3 separate regions of the Sus scrofa genome follow, and regions 2 and 3 are each linked to region 1. The links are chromatin contacts, called in public Hi-C and HiChIP or PLAC-seq maps. All regions are on one chromosome and are shown on one strand. Each heading gives the region's core, a stretch centred on a gene start, on an enhancer-like site or on the middle of the called end of the contact. The rest is flanking DNA. Distances are from core to core; before and after follow the strand shown.

Region 1 (3,159 bases), core at 279-2,778:
GTTTTCAATTCTTTTGGGTGTATCTACCTAGAAGTAGAATATCTGGATCATGTGGTAATTCTCTGTTTAACCTCAAAGGGTTTTCTGTAGACACCTTAATTCAGAGGAGAGAGGCTGAAAGAGGCTATTTCCACAGAAATGCCCACAATTCATGAGTTTGAAGTTACTTTCACTCTCATTGCCTTGGCAAGTCAAAAGCTACTAGAAACATGTGCCTAGACTTGGTTCAGCTCTGAACTATATTCTCCAAAAGACTTGTTTTTTGCTACTAAATAAGATGCAAATAGTAGTCTCCAAGAAAATGACATTTCCTCCAGCATTTTATTATGAAAATTTTAAACATGAAACATTCAAAGTATTGCTTAATGACCATTTATGTAGTCATTGACTAGATGTAAAAAAATGACATAAGGAGTTTCCATTGTGGTTCATCAGGTTAAGAACCTGACTAGTATCCATGAGGATGCAGGTTTGGTCCCTGGCCTTGCTCAATGGATTAAGGATCCAGCATTGTCACAAGCTGTGGTGTAGGCTGGCAGCTGCAGCTCTAATTCAAGCCCTAGCCCAGGAACTTCCTTATGCCACAGGTGTGGGACTAAAAAGGAAAAAAACATGACATAAAAGGTCTGTTTGATGCTGATGGGTAATTAATTTTTTTTCACATCCATAACTGCCAGGGTGGGGGGGGAATACTAGCAATTTGATTAATTTAGAGTAATTTACTTTGATCCAATCAAGAACTTTGTCACTAATTTGTGGTGTGGTCGAGTCATGAGAAATAAAAAAACTAGGATCATCCAAAGAATTTCTCAGCCCTTGAGAATGTGTTTTTTTTTTGGCTTTCTGTCTTTGTAGGGCTAAACCCACAGGCATATGGAGGTTCCCAGGCTAGGGGTCCAGTTGGAGCTGTAACCACCGGCCTATATCACAGCCCCAGCAACATGGGATCCGAGCTGCATCTGTGACCTACACCACAGCTCACAGCAACACTGGATCCCTAGCCCACGGAACGAGGACAGGGATCAAACCTGTGTCCTCACACACGGATGCTGGCCAGGTTTGTTAACTGCTGAGCCATGGAAACTCCAAGAAAGTCTTGATTGGTGGCTCAATACACCCTGTCAGAATCTATCAAGGGAAATTGTGATTCACCAGCTGTCTTGGGTAACTTCATCCTCCATGGATGACTTCCCAGCGGCCCTGAAAAGAAAAAAAAAAAAAAATCTAGATCCAGTATTAAAGCTTCTAGCTTAAGAGAAAATGAATTCCTAAGTTATTGCTATTTGGATGTACTACATTGCACCCAGGACAGTAGCGTCCAAGCTCTTAACCACTTCTCAAACAGATGATAGGCTTGTTGGCTTTGGAAAAGCACACTTTGCAAACGAAGGTTGGAAACCTCTGACCAGAATGGGCCGACAGAGGCGCTATGGGACAATATGGGGCCCTCAAATGGGAAGCCCATAGAATTGTGGGACTTGTAGTTTTTTTTGCATCATTTCGGCTTCATGCACTACATTTCCCAAAATGCAAATATAGTCAGTCAGTCCCACTGCCGGGTGTGGAGTGTCCCTTAAACTGTGAAAGGTAAGTGTGTTCTGTTCAGGCTGCAGGTTTCTAAAAATTGTGGATTTCTCGTAAGGGATACCATTTCTCTTCTTTGCCCTTTGGTGGGAACTGGGAGACAGCAGCTGTTCCAACAGAGCGTTTTCAAAGGGATTTCCCAAGCCCTTTGGTCTCAGGAATCCAGATTATGTATTTGTCTAGCTGTTCACGTGTTGCTGTGGTGTGTCAAGGAGAAATCAGAGTCCTGATCCCAGATTTGGAAAGCTCAGCATGAAATAATGTTTACATATGGGGTACACGTCACTAGAGAATTTCTGCATTTGACCATGCAATATGTCAAAGCCTTGTTTTCACAACTAGAAAAGGTGGAGTAGATATTCCCTTGTGGCACAGCAGGTTAAGGATCCAGCCTTGTCACTGCAGTGGCTCAGGTTGCTGCTGTGGTGCAGGAACTTCCACATGCTGCAGGCATGGCAAAAAGAAAAAGAAAAAAAGAAAGAAAGAAAGAAAGACAAAAAGGCAAAGCAGGAGTTCCCATCGTGGCTCAGTGGTTAACGAATCCGACTAGGAACCATGAGGTTGTGGGTTTGATCCTTGGCCTAGCTTAGTGGGTTAAGGATCCGGTGTTGCCATGAGCTGTGGTGTAGGTTGCAGACACAGCTCTGATCTGGCGTTGCTGTGGCTGTGGTGTAGGCCGGCGGCCGTAGCTCTGATTAGACCCCTAGCCTGGGAAGCTCCATATGCTGCAGGTGCGGTCCTAAAAGGACAAAAAGACAAAAAAATAAAAAAATAAAATAAAATGGGAAGTAGGTTTATGGGACACACAGTTCCCCCAAGGGGTGTTATTAACTAAAAATATAAATGTATTCCTCTGATAGAGGCATCTTTAGATGTCACAAGTGGATTAACACCGAGCTATTGACGGTCTTAAAAGATACTGGGGTAGGCCATTAACCTTTTGAAGTTTATAAGAAATTCATTGCTGACCAGCCAGGTGTTACTAGGAGAGACAGAATAGGCCTAATGTTATGCTAGAATTGTGCTTTATCAATTTTTTTTCGCTTTTTAGGGCCATACGTGCGGCATATGGATGTTCCCAGGCTAGGGGTCGAATTGGAGCTGTAGCTGTCAGGTCTATGCCACAGCCACAGCAATGCCATATACTTAACCCACTAAGCAAGGCCAGGGATCGAACCTATGTCCTCATGAATACTAGTCAGATTCGTTACTGATGAGCCACAATAGGAATTCCTGTTTTATCAGTTTTTTACTTTACCTTTCTCCTATTTTCTATTTATTTTTAATTTTTAGAAAATGTTATGGCCACACTCAAGGCATATGGAAGTTCCCAGGCCAGGGACTGAGTCCCAGCCACAGCTGTGATCCATGCACAGCTGCAGCAATGCTGGATCCTTTAACCCACTGCACTGGGCTGGCAATCGAACCGACACCTCTGCAGTGATCCGAGTCACTGCAGTTGGATTCTTAACCCATGGCACCATGGTGGGAACTCTGACCTTTCTCTTTTTTAAAGTAGACTTTATTTTTTAGAGCCCCCCCTCTTTTTTTTAGGAAACCAAGATATACAGTTTC
Region 2 (3,176 bases), core at 443-2,942, 150 kb before region 1:
CCTAACTCCTCTGTCAGCCACAGCTACTCTTCATCTCCCTAGTTAGCCCCTAACTTTTCTCCCTTCCACCAGCAATCACAGAAACCCCAGATACCCTTCACCTTATCCAAACCATCAGCCCCGTCCCAATCCAGCTCCACAACAAGACCAAAACCCACCCACTTTCCTGGCCCAGCTGTCACAACACCGCCACATCAGTTACTGACAACACCTTTGATTTCCCCTCTTTCCTTAATAATCCATGAGCTCCACCACCAACCTGGCCTCTGCCTCCAGTCACATGACCTCGATGCCCACATTCAACTCAAGTCTGGTCTATAAACTTGGCACTTTCCCAAGCCTCCTTCCCCATCATAAAGTCCCAGGGCCTCAGCTACGCTCCCAGAAACCTCCTGGGGCCTGCTTCCCTGACCTCTTGGTCACCCCTTTAATAAACCTGCTTACCTGCCGCACTCCAAACACCTCTAAAAACCCTCCACCCTTTCTCAGAAACCAGACTAGCTTTTCCGAGGGTACTTGATATTCATTCATTCATTCATTCGACAAATATATATTAGGCACCTACTGGGTGCCAGGCACTGCACTAGCCACTGGAGAGTGAGCACTGCCCCAAGCTCTCTAGGAGTGTATAAACGGTCAAAGCACTTTTGTAATGTTGGCAGACCCACCTCCAATATCTGTCTAGCATCTAGTGTACAATACGTAACAGCAAACATATACTAAGAACTCACTATGTGTCAGACACTTTTCCCAACATAGTGTGTGCAATATCTCACTGAATACTCAATCAGCTCAGTGAGGCAGATCGTACTACTATTTCATTTTTACAGATGAGGAAACGGAAGCATACAGAGATAATAATTCAGCAGGAATGTGCCAGTCCTTGAGTGAAGTGCTTTACCTGTCTTACTTCATTTAAACCTCACAGGAATCTCATGAGGAAGGTTCTGGGAATATCCCCATTTTACAGAGGATGAAACTGAAGCTTCCAAAGGCTACTGATAACCACATCGATTGCTAACATCTACCTAGAGCTAGCTCACTCCACCAGGTCGAGTGTTAAGCACTTTTCCAGCTTTATCTCATCCAATACTCACACCACCCTACGAGGCAAGTCCCCAATTCTCAGATGAGGAAACTGAGGCTCGGAAAGGCGAAACAATTCGCCCAAGGTCAGAATGAGGAAGCTAGTAGTCCCGAGACTCGAACCTGGGTCCCTCCAACTCCAGACACCGCGCGACTTGACCAAGGTCACACGTGAGGCAGGGGCCGGCGCGACCAGTGGACCGGGAGCCCAGCCCCGAGCCCCGCGCACCCGGCCCCTCGGCTCCGTATCCCCGCGCCCCAGCCTCACCTCGGAGCCGCCCCGAGCCCCTCCGCGCGCCCCTGCAGCCGCCGGCTGCCCCACCCGCCCCGCGCGGGCCGGCACCTCCCCGCCAGTCTGCCCGCCCCGAGGCCCCTGCGGGCCGCGCCCGGCAGGGCCCACGCCGCCTCCGGCCGCCGCGGCCCTTACCGCTGTCGCCGATGATGAGCAGCTTGAAGAGGTGGTCGTAGTCCCGGGCCATGGCGGGCGGGGGAGGCGCGCGCGGGCGGGCGGGGTCGGTGCTGGCCTCGCGATCCGCAGCTCCCTCCGGGCTGCTCCGGCAGCGGCGGATCCACTTCCCGAACAAACAGCCGGAACTGACAGAAACACCTCCCTCCGCTCCCCCTCCTCCTCCTCCTCCTCTTCAGCAGCCGCCGCCGCTGCCACCGCCTCCCTCCTTCCCGCCCCGCCCCGCCACTGCGCAGGCGCAGCGCCTGTCCCCGCCTCTGCGCAGCCGCGGCCGCAGCCAGCCGCGCCCTCTCCGCGCTCACGCACTGCGCGTGCGCCCAGGCAGAGTCCCGCGGGCGAGGGCTGGCCTTTCCTGCGTCTTTTCGCCGATCACAGCAGCCGCCGCCGCCCGCAGCCCGCAGCCCGCGGCCTGGAGGGTTCGGAGAGCAGAGCTGCGGTGGAACCCTAATTGGAAGAAGCCTAGAATGAGGAAGAAGTCCGGCCGTGGCCCGGAAAAGACCCGCTCCTTCATCTTCAAGACCCGCAAGCGCTGCGGAGAGGAAAAGACTGGCAGTGACCGCTGGGGCGGGGCTTACGCCGAGCTCCCGGTTTCTCGGGGCTGGGGACTCGGACACTCCGCCCCCTTCTGCGTGGACGCCGCCTCCGGGGTGCTAGCTCCGGCCCCCTACCGTCTCCCGAGCCTATGGACAGGACGCCGAGGCGGCTGGAGGCTGCGGTGTGTACAGGACCGGAGTCGCCCGCTGGGGAGTAACGTGTTAGGTGTATGGCTTTGACGTCAGTGCTGGGGAGAAGTCCCATCCTAGCCCAGAGACCTATTGGAGCTTGAGTTGCCTTGTTGATAAAACGGGGTGGGTGATACCAGATTCAGGGTCCTGTCCAACATGACGTTGAGCCTGGGAGGTGACGAACCCCGCAGATCGACAGCAGCAGCTCCTGCAGCTTCAATTTCACACCATCTACAGATACACCACTTTTCCAAATCACGTGGTAGGAAGACCTGGGTTGCAGAAGTTAAGCGGTATTCGGTTTATCATCAGACCCAGTTTTTTTCCGGTTGTAGAGTAAGTTCCCACCTGCACTAAAAGTAGAATGCGCCTCTTGCCATCCTCATTTACAGAACTGAAGAGAAAAAAATTTGTTACAAGTTCTGTATGTCCCTCTCACTTTCTAGTGAAGTACCTTTTATATATTTCTACTTGCTTTCTCAAACTTCCTTTTACCTTGACTTTATACAAAGTAATTCTCTTGGTTTTTAAATATATACAGAAGGTTACCAAAAAGTACAAATTACTGCTTTTCCCTCAGACCCATTCCTCACATGTAAACAAACCCTGTTAATAAATTTATTAAAAGTTAAATGTTTTAAGTTTAACAAATATTTGTTGAATGAATAAATGTCCTTCAATTAATTTCCTTTGCCTGTGCATACACTTAAATTGCTTTTTCTCTTTAACAACATACTTGGGCCTTCTGTCATCACAGCTGCATGGGTATGACACTCCATCATATATATATGGTGATACTGGAGTTCCCATTGTGTCAGTGGTAACAAATCCAACTAGTATCCATGAGGAAGAGGGTTCGATCCCTGGCCTCGCTCAGTGGGTTAATGATCCGGTGTTGC
Region 3 (3,245 bases), core at 242-2,741, 170 kb after region 1:
CACATTAAAGGTGGAATTCTCTTTGTGAACCCAACTAGTATCCATGAGGATGTGGGTTTGATCCCTGGCCTTGCTTGGTAGGTTAAAGATCTGGCGATGTGGTGAGCTGTGGTGTGTGTTGCAGACTTGGCTCGGATCCCAAGTTGCTGTGGCTGTTGTGTAGGCTGGCAGCTGTAGCTCCAATTTGACCCCTAGCCCGGGAACTTCCATGTGCCGCAGGTGAAGCCCTAAAAAGCAAGAAAACCAAAAGAACAAAAAGCAAACGACCCCCTCCCCCCCATTTTAGGCATTTAAGTGTTGGTTGTTGAAAACCTTGCCCTTGCCGTAACTGTTCCATAAGCTGACAGTTACTGGTGAGATTCTTCCAACCCTTACTATGTGCCCCAAGTAGTGCTAAGAATTTCAAATGCATTAGTTTATTTAATATTCTCAACAAGCATATTAAGTGGTTTCCTTTTATATTTAGTCCCCCTTTTCCGATTAGAAAACTGAGGTTCAAACAGCTAGTAAATGACTGACCCTGCTCCCCAATCCCCCCTTGCTTTTTCTAACCACTTAAGCAGTTAGTCTTCCTAAACTAGAGAAAATACCTCTGAGGGATGCCTTTCTATCCACTTTGGCCCCAGAGATAAATCTCCACCAAGAAACTCCCACAGGAAAGATGGCCTCATCTGAGCAAGATGCCCCACCCTTGACACACACACTCAGGATTAACACTTCCAAATCCATTGGGAAGGTCCTCCATCCCCTTAAAAGGAAGTTAGCATTGCCCAGCAGGGAGGCCCCACTCTTGCGGATAATCTCTTAATTCACAAGGAAACCCTCTCTCATTCTTCAGGACTTCCAAACCACAACCCCCCACTGCCGCCATGTTTCAGAGTAAGTCTGGCTGGCCCAATGCAATATGAAAATGTGGCGTCCCTTTTTAAGACAAATTAATAAGAATTTCAAGAATGAGATCACAGAGCATAAAACCAAACCCCGAGGCTCCTCTTCTGCGACTGCACTGGTCACTTCCCCACGAAGCCGGCCCTGCCTCCCCTCACAGATACCTTTTCAATGAAGGGAATCGCTACCTCAGAATCGGAAAATCCTTTTGACGTGGGGTGGAGGTAGGGAGGAATGTAGGATACCCAACTTCCCAAGACTATCCTTATTGGAGAACACACCCTGGGACAACCTCTGTAAATTGAGAATCACTTCTCTTGGTTTGGGAGGACAACCCCTTCGACTACCCTAGCCGCTGGGTGGTCCTCGCTACTCAGCCACTGCACCACCTTAGGGGTGTTTGGGCCCGCACCGCGTGTGGCCCATTGCCGGGGCAACGGACGCCGAGAGCGGTGCATTGTGGTCTGCAACAAAATGCAGGAGAAAGATCCTGAGGGAACCATTCAGTCCCTGGGCCAATGGGAGAGTCTTAGGGGCTGAGTCAAGCCAATAGGGGCGTTCGGCGGGGGGCGGGGCCGGCGGGAACAGGGCGGGGCTTAGGCACTAGGCGGCGGCGGCTGGAGTGGGGCTGCTTAGATGCGCCACGGCTTCGGTAGCGACCGCCTCTCCCGACGGGTCTGATCCTCCGCAGCCCCTCCCCCAGGAGACCGTTGCAGTCGGCCAGCCGCTGCTACTTGGTAAGGCTCGGGAGGGGGTACTCCGCTACCTGGCTTCGTCCCCCGCAGGGCTTCTTCGGTCCGCGCGGCCGGCGCTTCCTGAGAGGCGGGGTGGGGGGCGTCGTCCCGGGGTGGCGTGGGGCGGGCAGAGCGGGCCTGGGAAGCAGGCGCTTTGCAGACGCAGCCGACACCTCAATTCCTTACCCTTTGCCCGGGCCTTGCCCCCCAGGTAACCATGTGTGACCGAAAGGCCGTGATCAAAAATGCCGATATGTCGGAGGAGATGCAACAGGATTCGGTGGAGTGTGCTACTCAGGCACTGGAGAAATATAATATAGAGAAGGACATTGCGGCCCATATCAAGAAGGTGAGGACAGAGCGCGGGCTGGGGGCTCGGGGAGTTTACGCACAGCTGGGGAGAGTAACAATCTAGTTCCATCTCCTTGATCCTGCGACCCAGCACGCTGCAGAGATCCTGGGGGCACACAAGGCAGCGCGGGTATAGAGGTTTCTAGAAAAGGATGCACATGATTTTTGCGCTTCTCCTGAATATTAGACCCTGAGCGCCCGAAGTTTTTTTATTACCCAGCTCCGCGGGTAAAGCGCCACCTAGCAACGGTTTCTAGGATCAGGGAGCAGCGGCTCTCCTTTCTCCGTGATTGCTGCGCGGAGGATCCATCTGGGTGTTTGGGAGGGGGGAGCTGCGTGGGTGTTTCCAGCAGGACCGGAGGGAGATCTTGCCAACCTCCAGTGGGGAGTCAGTCGGCAGTTGAGGGGAAAGTGGGTGGTAGTGATGGTGGGGGATTGGTAAATGGCAGTCTGTAGAAAGCTGGCAGGCCTGCCAACTTCTCGAGCTCTGTTTTCTAGAAGGGAAGGAAGCTGGCAGCCTAAGCCGTGGGAGGGTTCCAGTGGGGAATGAGACGATGAAAGACTTCAGATGGAACAGAAATAAATATCTTTTGACAAAGGCAGGCATGCATTGGTCTAGTTTATAAGAATGTTTTTCCCCTTAATCTAAAAGATGTCCCTGCTGAAGTACAAGAGTAGCCAAATTTTGCCTAACTCACCAGAGACTTGTAAGACTTTCATAGAGAAAGATTAGTTTTGGCCTCTGCCTAGGGTAACCAAGTGAAAAATTAACACTCGAGGGTGGGCTCTGGAAAATTTGTGGCTGCAATTTGCTATATTTGAGAACCAGGTAGTAGATTAGCACCATCAGTATAGATGGAAGCAGAAGGGCTATTGACATTAAAAATAAAATTTGCTCAGTTGGCTGTCAGGTTCTTCATCATTCTTTATAGGGACAGTGGAGAGCCAAGTGTCTTGTCCACTTAAAATTTTAACCCACAGCGGATTAGATGCTAATTGAGGCTTTGTTGTTTAGAAGTCTTTTCACATGATCCTGGAATGAGTTACAGGGCAGTATTTTGCGCTAAATATTATTTTCTTGGACCTGGGGGTGCATGTCATACAGTAGGATAGTTATGTTAAGACACAAAAACATAAACTAGAACTGTTGATGTCACCTGCTGTTAATGAATAAGAATATTCTAGAAGTTAATGATGGTGTAATTACCACAATAACAAAGCACTATTTTTGAGGCTGTCCTTTCTGACTTTTACCTCCCCAACCCCTGTTGT

Evidence for each region. Hi-C and Micro-C count contacts between places; a contact is called where the count stands out from the background. HiChIP or PLAC-seq counts read pairs in DNA pulled down with a chosen protein or histone mark.
Region 2: an H3K27ac HiChIP or PLAC-seq map of alveolar macrophages shows a contact between it and region 1. The contact joins the promoter of RAB35 here to the promoter of SIRT4 in region 1. A contact is called at or near these places in 9 of 47 Hi-C or Micro-C datasets (fetal heart ventricle, heart right ventricle, liver and 4 more) and 2 of 2 datasets of contacts at active chromatin or transcription factors (alveolar macrophages and skeletal muscle).
Region 3: a contact with region 1 is called in a Hi-C map of liver, with 3 times the contacts expected there. The contact joins the promoter of DYNLL1 here to the promoter of SIRT4 in region 1. A contact is called at or near these places in 3 of 47 Hi-C or Micro-C datasets (epiblast stem cells, liver and skeletal muscle) and 1 of 2 datasets of contacts at active chromatin or transcription factors (alveolar macrophages).

What each region holds. Positions count from the first base shown.
Region 1 is chr14:40,288,760-40,291,918 of Sscrofa11.1, forward strand. It overlaps SIRT4 (sirtuin 4), which reads left to right and starts at 1,529. Exons shown (of 5, transcript NM_001114270.2): 1 at 1,529-1,587. LOC102165911 (a long non-coding RNA gene) reads right to left here. Exons shown (of 4, transcript XR_002338550.1): 3 at 1,153-1,200.
Region 2 is chr14:40,139,569-40,142,744 of Sscrofa11.1, forward strand. RAB35 (RAB35, member RAS oncogene family) reads right to left here and starts at 1,693. Exons shown (of 6, transcript NM_001243291.1): 1 at 1,514-1,693. The coding sequence starts at 1,565.
Region 3 is chr14:40,454,463-40,457,707 of Sscrofa11.1, forward strand. DYNLL1 (dynein light chain LC8-type 1) reads left to right here and starts at 1,492. Exons shown (of 3, transcript NM_001195114.2): 1 at 1,492-1,625; 2 at 1,834-1,971. The coding sequence starts at 1,840.